2 separate regions of the Mus musculus genome follow, and region 2 is linked to region 1. A link is a contact called in public promoter capture Hi-C data. All regions are on one chromosome and are shown on one strand. The core of a region is the stretch at or near the end of the contact, and the rest is flanking DNA. Distances in the headings are between cores, read along the strand shown. Region 1 overlaps Rrbp1 (ribosome binding protein 1). Region 2 overlaps Banf2os (a long non-coding RNA gene).

Region 1 (5,101 bases), core at 1,207-3,706:
CTGAGATATGACTTAGTTCTTTCTGGCCAAGGGCCTTCCACTAGGTGTGGCAAGGGAAGCCAATACCTGAGCTGTTCCCTCAGGATCAGCCCCTCTCCCAGAACAAGAATGACTGACTGGTGGTTTGAATAAGAATGGCCTCTACAGGCTCATATATTTGAATACTTAATCATCAGAGAGTAGCACTATTTGAGAAGAATTAGGAGGTGTGGTTTATTGGAATAGGTGTATCTCTGGGAGTAGGATATGAGCTTTCAAACCCCATGCAAAGTCTACTTTTTTGACCCATGGATCAGGATGTAGCTCTCAGCTCCTGCTCTAGTACCATGGATATTGCTATAATGAGGAATGGACTTCTGGACCTGTAAGCAGGCCCTCAATTAAATGCTTTCCTTTATCAGAGTTGTCTTGGTCATGGTGTCTCTTCACAGTAATAGACTAGTGACTAAGACAGTGACCAAAGTCTAGAAGACCTTCAAGTCCAAACTGTACCCCAACTCCATCCTCTACCTTCAGCTGTGTAATCTCTTCTTTTCCTGACGACTCCAGGGGGCCAGCAGCACGGAGTTTCTCCAGCTCTTCTTGTATCCGACACGCTGTGCGTTGAGCCTTGTCAGAGAGGGGACACATCTGGGTGAGTTGCCTAGCAGTCAAACCTGACTAAATTCACTGGGTTGGGGGAGGGGGAGGGCCATCCCCAGCCTAAGACAAAAGCTCATATTGATTCACATGGGCAAGAAGCTTGGAGATAACCCACTCGCACCCAGGCCTTCAGGACCTCCCAAAGATGCAGAAACCTACAAGGCTCCTGGGGCAGAGTCAGGTGCCTGGTGGGAAAGTTGGGAAGGACAGAGATGATGCCCAAGCTCTCAAGACGCTTGTAGGAGCTGGGGCCACTAGGCAGAACCTAACCTCCTCAAACTCAGCTGTGAGCTTCTGCCGCCGTGTCTGCTCAGCCTCCAGGGTGGCTTCTGTCCGCTCCAGCTGTGTTTTCAACTGTATGGAGATAACACAAGTTGGACTGGAGAGGCTCGCAGAGGCCCCTCTGGGGCAGACTGTAACTGCAGGCTCCCCCTTCAAGCTATTTCTAGGATTCCCTGGGCCTTTCCCCACCCTAAGTCACTCTCAGCACTCTCATTTCTGGGGAGAGAGTGCCTCAAGACTCAGGAGAGAACCAGAGAAGTCGCAAAAAGGTGCTGGGGAAAACACTAGACTCTAAGCCTTTCACAGGACTCACAGGGCAGGAAAGACCCCAAAGCCATGGGGCAGGACATGGTCTACAATGGGAGCCCAATGATAGGTCCCTGCCTCTTGCCAATTGCTCTTGGTAACTGATCTTTTGGTCAAAACTCTGGAAGACAGATGTCCGGCTAGCAATGCCCCAGTAAAGGGCCACAGCTAAAGACAAATCTCCTCTGTGGCTACCCAAACCCAAGCTACACACAGGTCCAAAAGTCCCTTCCTTGTGTAGTAAGGGCCAAGGGCCCTAGCCACCCGCCCTTAGCTCTACACCCTTCCATTCTGGGTCCTCTCACCCAGATCACACGGGATGAGGAGGTGGCTAGCAGTGGGGACTGAAGTACCTGCACTCAGTTTAATCAGCACATAGGCTGCCCACCCCTGAGCACCATGTGATGTTAGGGGTGAGGACCAGCTTATCACCCTAACCTTCATAGGGTCCTGCTCGGCTGGAGGGACAGCTGGAGACCCAGCCACGTCACCATCCTCTACGTGGCTCCTCATGTCACTCAACTGCTGCCTGACCTGAAACAGGGAGGGGTGGGTTTGTGCAAATACACACCAGTGGAATGCACCCATGCACACACACAAGCACCCATGCACTCGCCAGAGAGATGGGAGGGGGGAGAGGGAGAGAAAGGGAGTGGGGAGAGGGGAGGGGAGGGGGGAGAGGGAAGGGGAGGGGGACCAGGAGGGGGAGAGAGAGACTCCTCAGAGACATAGGAAGAGTAAAGGTCTGCCATCTGTGATCAATATTTATGTTCCCTAGTGCAGGAGGGATACTCCACTCAGCATCTCAAAAGCCTTGAGGCCAACAAGCCCCTTGACTAATGAGAGCCATGTGTATTTTTTGAAGTGAACCTGTGAGGCAACACCCCTCTCCCCCAGGAGCAACCACACAAAACCAGGGAGTCCACATGGAACAGAGGTAACTGACAACATGTCCCATTCCAATTATTCAAGGATGTAGTGTCCTGTTCACAGCCTTTTGGGGGCTTGGACAAAATAGTAAGACCATATTATTGCCTTGTAATTCTCTGGGTCCACCAGACCACTGGGCCTTCCATCTGAAGACCAGCAAAGTCACACAGGTTGCTTGGGAAAGGTCCCAGTCAGAAGGCCTGGGGACAGAACTCATAAGCTCTTTAGGAGACCTGGGTGGCCTCAGTCTCCACTTAGCCTTCTCAAATGCCCCAGAGTGCAGAAAGCAAAGAGCACAGTTCAAAGGTGACAAGAACCCTTGGCAGGCACGGTCTGTGTACATGCCTTGGCTGGGCTGTGTCCCATGGGGGGGGGGGGTGTAGTGGGGGGCTCTTACCCAGACCCAACCTAGCAAATGGCTGAGAATGGCAGCCTTAAATTTGGGAGGCTTGGCCCAGACAGCATCTACTTGTAGTGTGGTAGTCTGGACAAGGCCTAAAACCTGGATGCAGGGAGCTGGGCTTAGGAGAAAGTGTGGAGTCAACACACCAGAGCTGCTCTCCTGGACAGCACATGTTCAATCTCCAAATTTCAAATGTTGACATCTACTTCAAGGTTTTCAAAATGGCAATGAAGATAAAGGGAAGATAGCTGCAGCTGCACAGGCTGCTGCCTAGGGCCAGGGCTGGGGACCAGGAGGGAGACCAAGCAGCTGGGACATGGTTCCAGACACAGCAGCGGCAAACTGGGAAAACTACTGGACTACAAGAGGCAATGTGCACAGGGCCACTCCTCACATCTCTGTACAGGTTTATCTGCTCTCAGTGCCTGGCAGAGGGCCAGAAGGAGCAGGTCATCCCGTATAACTGTAAGACTGGCAAGGCCAGTTCCATCATTGAAGCAGGAAAGCATGCAGAAAGCACAGACATGCCTAAAGGCTTTAAAGGACTCTCCTGTGGTATCAGGAGTCCTGTATCCTGGGCTGCTCAGCTGACCAAACAGGCTACTAAGGCCTACATGTCCCACAGCCCATGGTCTTGAGCAGATGCCAGATCTGCCCAAAGACAGGAAACAGAATGTGAACATTCTGGTCCCTGGCAGCTACAAGCCCAACTAAGTTTTATGCAAACTGCTGTAGTCCCCCTAAGCTTGCCCTACATGACTAATGTATGACATACCCTGCTAAGCTGCAGACACTCCACATGGATATCAAGTTACATCACATGCATACCCCGTATCATACACCCCTGCCCAGGACCTAAGTCAACCTACCAGGGCAAGCTCATCGCTTTGTTTCTGGGCTTCACTCTTGGCTTCATCCAGCTGAGACTGCGATTCTAGCAGAAGCTGCCTTAACTTGAGGGGAAACAACCAGATGAGGGTAAAGGAGGGGGGAAAAGTTACAATGAGTCCACACCTAAACTTGAGCCAGAATCCAAGCCCTGGAGATGTACACAGCACAGGGACAGATGTCCTACAGGAACAATGTCCTACACCCAGGCTTTTCACAAACACCTGCTTTGGTGGTTTTAATGAAAATGGTCCCAATAGGCCTATAGGGAGTAGGCATTATTAGGGGGCATGGTCTTGTGGGAGTAGGTGTGGCTTTGCTAAAGGAAGTGTGTCACTAGCAGGTGGGGTTTGATGTCTCAGAAGTTCACACCAGGCCTACTAGCTCATAGTTCACTTCTTGCTGCCTGCTGATCAGGATACAGAACTCTCAGCTACGTCTCCAGCACTGTGTCCGCCTGCATACCATCATGCTTCCCACCATGACAATAATTAGACTAAACCTTGAACTGAAAGCCAGCCCCAATTAAATGTTTCCCTTTATAAAAGTTGCCATGGTTATGTCTCTTCACAGCAACAGAAACCCTAAGACACCTGCCCATTGTCTCATGTTAAAGAGCAAAAGTTTGCAATCAAAACTAGACTAAAGGTACCAGGCTTGGGAGTTCTACTTCTGAAATCAGAAGACAGAGACTGATTAAAATCCAGTGTCAGCTAAAAATGACCACAGCAAGTCAGGTAGAGAGCCACACGCTGATGGGCCAGCCAGAGCATGAGGGACCACTCTCACAAAGAAGGCTTTGCCCCTGCCCTGCCTTGGGGCTCCCTTTCTGAAATCTGCCCCAAGTGCCCAGGGCTATCAATCCAAAGGGGCATCTGCAGGGTGTTGGGTGAAAGTCTGAAAACCCAGCTCTTAGGCTCCTGCTGACAAACACACAAACAGTAAAGGAATCACTGGGAATAATCTAGTTTCCTGGGGCAGGGGCCACTTGGGAGCAGGACTTGGAATGATGGAATCACTCACCCCTGCCACCTCCTTGGCATAATTCTGACACTCTGCACTGGCCGCTGCCATGTGCTTCTCCAGCTCCGCTTCCAGATGTGATGTGTGCTCCCTTACCTGGATGGGACAGACATGGACACGGTCAGCCTCTCACTAGCCAGCAGGGGCCCTAACCATGCAAACTCTGGCTGCTCCTGAAACAAGCAAAGGTAAAGTGCCACTGGGTAAACTGAGATCAGTAAGGGAACCATCACTGGCGAGAAAGCCTGTCCCTCACACTACTGAACAGCGAACTGAAATTACAGCCCTGCTGAGTCCTCCCCAGTCCTCGGGCTTCAGGAGGAGTGGGCAGAGCAGTTCTTAGATGTGTATTGGCAAAGCTTAGGCTACAGGGCACCTTTACAAAGGCCAGAGTTTGCTGCAGTATCCTAAAGAGCATCAGGCCCCTTAATTCTTGACTAATTCTTAATTCTGAAGTTTACAACTAAAGCCACTGCTAGCCAGAACTATACACCCCATGACTCTAAGGCCACTCTAAGGGAGTAAAAGTTTATCACTGAGGCTACATAGGATAAAGCCCTTGCTTAGAGGAGGACAGCCTCCTTGGACATGTGGTCCATGGGAAAAAAAAAAGAACAAGGACCCATG
Region 2 (5,101 bases), core at 1,312-3,811, 170 kb after region 1:
TCTGCCCCACAGCCAGCTTTATTTAAACCCTCGCAGTCACTAGCCAACGTCCCCTTATCTGAAGAGCATCCATAGTCCCAGCCTGTCATTCCAGGTAAGGAATAGACCAGGGTGCTGGGACACTGGGGAGCACACATCATCCCAGGCTGTCCCTTACTATTTGGTACGAGTCATTTATTGAGGCAGTGTGCCAGGAGCAGTGGATCAGGAGGGATGCTGGACAGAGAAGAGAGGACAGAGGGGACGGTTTCAGCTGCCAGTCTAGGAAAATGGCTGTATCCATGGTGCCCCAGCCTTCTGCATGGACCTAAATAGGCCAAAGCCTGATGCCCAGCTCTGCTGAATGTGTGGGCAGAGTCCCACCTCCCTCCCACACGTCTGTGTGCTGATCTCTGGGACCTGTGACTAAGCCAGCTTATATGGGAAAGGGGGCCTGGCAGATGTGCATAAAGGAAGGCTCCCAGATGGGGTGATGATCCTGGATTATGGAGGCTTGCCCAAGGTCAGATGAAGGTTGTCTGTTAGGGAGGGGAGGGGCAGAAATGGGGATACGATGGCTGAGCCCAGGCAGAAGCTGGCCCCCAGAAGCCTGAGAAGACCAGAGAGTACATTCTCCCTAGATTCTACAGATTGACTGCTGTCTGCATACATCCGGACTACTGTTCAGAGAACCCTACCCCAGACTTCTGACATGCACAGGGGCCACACCTACCAGATCTTTAGTCATGTGATCATAGGAACTGAACACACCATGGACTGCTTCTTCAGGAACCTTCAGCCTCTCCCACCGCCCTCCCTCACCTCCGGACACCCTGGGAATGAGTTATGAGCTAGGTCCTCAGAGTTTTCCTACCCTGCCTTCTCTCTGCCTCAGTTTAAAAAGGGGTTCCCAGTGGCAAGGTGCCTGGGATCAGGCTCAACTGTATTACTTATTATTATTTTTAAAATCAGGACCTTAGTTCCACAGTTATAAGTAATTTATCACTTCTTAGGGACTGTCTTAGTTAGGGCTTTACTGCTGTGAACAGACACCATGACCAAGGCAACTCTTATAAGGACAACATTTAACTGGGGCTGGCTTACAGGTTCAGAGGTTCAGGTTCAGAGGTTCAGTCCATTATCATCAAGGCAGGATCATGGCAGCATCCAGGCAGGCATGGTGCAGGACAAATTGAGAGTTCTACATCTTCATCTGAAGGCTGCTAGCAGAATACTGGCTTCCAGGCAGCTAGGACTAGGGTATTAAAGTCCACTCCCACAGTGACACACCTACTCCAAGAAGGCCACACCTCCAAATAGTGCCACTCCCTGGGCCAAACATATACAAACCATCACAGGGACCCTCTCATCAGTGTTGCTACAAGGGTAATTTAATTTAAATTTAAATTTTAATTTTAATTTCTAACTTGAGATTAGACAGTCCTTTCAAACCATAGTATACTCTTCATTTAAAACTGACCAGTCAGGTGTGGTGCTACATGGTTTTGTTACAAGGACTCAAAAGACTGAGACAGAAGGATGGTATGTTTGAAGCTGGCCTGGACTACAGAATGAGACTCTGTCAGAAACACAAGAAAAACAATCCTAGTTACTGTTCTATTGCTGTGAAGAGACACCATGGTCAAGGCAACATATAAAGGAAACATTTCCTTGGGAGCTTGCTTACAGCTTCAGAGTGTTAGCCCATGCCCATCGTGGAGGGGAGTGTGGTGGCAAGCAGCTAGTCATGGCTCTGAAGTCGTAGCTAAGAAGTCACATCTTCATCTACAGGCAGCAAGAGCAAAAATGGGCACTGTGAGGGTTTGTGAAACCTCAAAGCCCACTCCCACTGTCATAGCTCCTCTAACAAGGCAACGCCTCCTAATCCTTCCTAAGCAGTTCAGCTGGGGACCAAACACTCAAATAGACGAGCCTATGAAGGCCATCCTCACTCAAACCACCACACCACCTCAAGCCAAAAAAGTAATTTGTATCATCCAAGCTAGACAGGACTTAGTGATCCTCTGCATTGTGTATATTTAAACTTGAAGTCCCTGCCCATGCTCCTTCAGGGAGCTCAAGGCGGGACAGCATCCCCAGACAATGGAAGCTGGCCTTTGGTCCTCTCCATATTAGTCATTGACTATGGACTGACTACCCAGGTGCCCCAGTGACCAAGCAAGTCCTGAGTATGAGCCCTGGGCAGCAGAACACACAGATCTTAAAAAAGGATGCTTGATGTCTCTGGAAAAGAGGGATTTGGGTGTGTGTGGGTGTGTGTGTTATTCGCCACAGAAGGCTACAGCATTCATCTGGACAAGGGATGGACCCCACAGGGAATAAGCCAAATATGGTCCTCCAGCAAATGGCTTTAGGAGCAACAGCTAGATACCAGCAAAGGCACCCGCCTGCTCATGTTGGAGTTTGTAGTTTTCTAGAGACCAGGAAAAGGCTGTCATTTCCATCAGGAAAAAATACAAGGGCTTTCCACATCGAAGTTCCATGGTAGCCAGAGGGGGCCTGCTAGGCCGGGTTCCTGGAACTCAGAGCTGAGAGAGGTGGCTGAGTCCCAGCCTGGGCATCAGGCCAGACTGAGCAGATCTCTAAACCCAAGCATAACCCTGCCGACGCAACACAGAGGAGGCCCCACCCCCACCATCTTCTTCCCACCCTTTTCCAACAACATTTTCATTCCTCCTATTTTCTCTCCTGGCATTTCTCTTTCCCTCCTCTCAACTCAAGAATGCCAAGAGCCCATAAGCCCTTGGGGCATTGCTCAGCTCCAAAGATCTCAGGCACAAAGAAGAAGAGCCTCATTGTGGCCTGAAGGAAAGGCTGGAGCCAGGGAAAGAGATTTATATCCAAGGTGGCAAGCTTTCCTTGTACAGGATCTGGCAGTGAATATTCAGCCTCTTCAGGCCAAAGAGAAGGGTCTCCGCCCCAACCACGATCCTCCTCTGCCACTGCAGCTCAAAACTAGCATTTCATGCAGCATGGAAATGTAATCTGACCATTCTAATAAAACTTTATTGACATGAACAAGCAGAGGTGCCCCAGTGACCAAGCAAGTTCAGATTTGACTGATGGGTATAGTTTATAGCCCTGCAGTTTGCACATTCACAAAAGACAATTTAGGGCTAAAGGATGACACTCAGATTTCAATTCTCCTGCCAGCTCATGTTGCTCCCCTAGTGACTTCCTGGATAATTGTGTTAAGAATTCTGGGGAAGGTGGCATCACTGTGTAATTGACCATGGAGAAGACAGGGGCAGCATCAGGACCTCAAGTCAACCACTTGATTAATCCTCACAATTCTAAGCAAACACCTGGATCCCAGAGAGGGTAATTGATTTGCCCATGGCCACACAGCTGCATCAGGAATATCTCTGCAGCGGGTGGAAAGCTTCAGTTGTCTTTTTGCCAGATCAATACACATCTGAGCTCAACAACCATTTGTCCTGGTCCATCCTGCAACAAGGTTTCCGCTCTGCCCACTTGAGAGCAAAAAAGTCAAAGCCCTCTCCAGTCCTTTGATTTTCAAGAACTGATGTTTGGAAGCATTCATGCCTGTGAAAAGATATCTCTCTCCCCCTTTGACATCTGAAAAATGAAGAGGCTGGCTTGCATGAGAGGCTGTTGGCTGTTTGTTGGGGGTTGGCAAAGTGGCCCCACTATAGCCAGGCTTCCATTTATAACAGGAAATGCTTCTCTATCATGAGTTCCACAGGCAAAAGTTGATCTGAAGAACATTCCGGTGCATCGGGCTCTGGTTTACCTCACCCTGTGTCTATTTCTGAAGAGTCTTAAAGGTTTTAACTATCCGGAGAACTGCCCAGCTCTTTCATTCGGGCAAGTGAGTTAAGCAACTTAGCAAGAACTTCTCAGCAGGGTTCAGGTGGGAGTTTCATAGAATCCACAGTCCTGGAAACAAAATCTTTTCTGTTAACAAATCAGTCAGTCCAGTCCGTGTAGCCAGAACCTGTAAGGTATGAAAGCCCCGAAGCCTTTGGGGCTGCTGCGTGCCCCACTGGTAAGGGTTGAGCCAAACGCACAGGTAGCAATTAACGGGTGACTGCAGAAAGTCACGAGGCCTAGGCCAGCTCTGGGATCTTTTATAACATCAGAAGCCAGGCCAGGCGTTACCCACAGCTGCCTCTTGAACTCTTGCATCTATCTCTCTGTCTGAGAGTAGTCGCTGTGTCCCCCTTCACACTCATCCAAGTCAGATGGGCCACAAATGACTCCTGGGATAGCCTCCAAACAGCCCAGGTGGGCCTTGAACTCTTCCCGATGCTTCGGCGCTGACGACAGGTGTGCGCTACCACACCTGGTTTGGAATCATACAATTTGGTGTCACTTCTCAGAAGGTCTGGGGGAGGGGCACGGGAGTCCCGTTTCCTGATTTCCTAACATGCCCCCTTTATCAGTGCTCCTTCCCCGTTTCACGGATTCAGCCCCATGCCCTGGGTGTGTCTCTCAAAGAGCCAGTGCCCAGACGTTGTCTCCGAAATAGTCTCAACCGGCTACATGTTTGTCCCTTTCCTCACAGAGGGGTCAGAGGGTTAAACATGCTGGTTGCTTTGGGGGCCGAACTTCTAGCTGTCCAATTTGGATCTGTGGGTCTGAGACGGTAGTGGCAGCGGCAGTCACTCCACATGCATCCGTGTCCACCTTCTGTTGACTGCTCTGGATGTTCCTCCACCCATGACTCCCTTCTAGCCACTATCTTTCTCCTGACTGACCCACTGCTACAGGCATTGACCCAGGGCAACCAATCAGAATCTTCTATCTTCTTGATCACTATGATTGACTCAGGGAAGCCCAATCTGGGACCTTGTGAAGTTGCTAGAGGATCGCGGAAAGGCTACCCAGAAAACGTGGAAACAACCAGAAGCGTGGCTGCCATTTTGCATGGCATGGGAATAGAGTGGAATAAAGGTAAATAGAAGCAAGGTAGGATGAGGTTTGTGTGTGTGTGCACATGAGAAGGAGAAAACAGAGAGAGAGAGAAGTGGAAAGAAACCAAGAGCAAAGGGGAGGAACGCAGAGCAGAGAGGGTGCGTGCCCCACCAGAGCCGCTGGAGCCAGCTTTGCGTGAGCGTTATTGCTGGAGTCTTATCAC

The links. Capture Hi-C pulls out chosen DNA fragments and counts their contacts.
Region 2: a contact with region 1 is called in a promoter capture Hi-C map of adipose tissue. The contact joins two enhancer-like sites. A contact is called at or near these places in 1 of 115 datasets of contacts at active chromatin or transcription factors (embryonic stem cells) and 3 of 9 other capture datasets (adipose tissue, liver and pancreatic islet).

Annotation. Positions count from the first base shown.
Region 1 is chr2:143,948,760-143,953,860 of GRCm38.p6, forward strand. It overlaps Rrbp1 (ribosome binding protein 1), which reads right to left. Exons shown (of 24, transcript NM_024281.2): 18 at 4,475-4,570; 19 at 3,433-3,516; 20 at 1,669-1,764; 21 at 913-996; 22 at 511-609. Among named protein-coding and RNA genes, the nearest start is that of Gm33804, 11 kb to the left of the region's middle. Within about 2 kb of position 2,457, at least 37 of the 459 cell types and tissues checked have an H3K27ac peak or open chromatin away from gene starts, as enhancers often do. A contact at or near this core is called in adipose tissue, where this site is marked.
Region 2 is chr2:144,117,815-144,122,915 of GRCm38.p6, forward strand. All of the region lies in intron 2 of Banf2os (a long non-coding RNA gene), which reads right to left. Among named protein-coding and RNA genes, the nearest start is that of Gm5535, 69 kb to the right of the region's middle. Within about 2 kb of position 2,562, at least 38 of the 459 cell types and tissues checked have an H3K27ac peak or open chromatin away from gene starts, as enhancers often do. A contact at or near this core is called in adipose tissue, where this site is marked.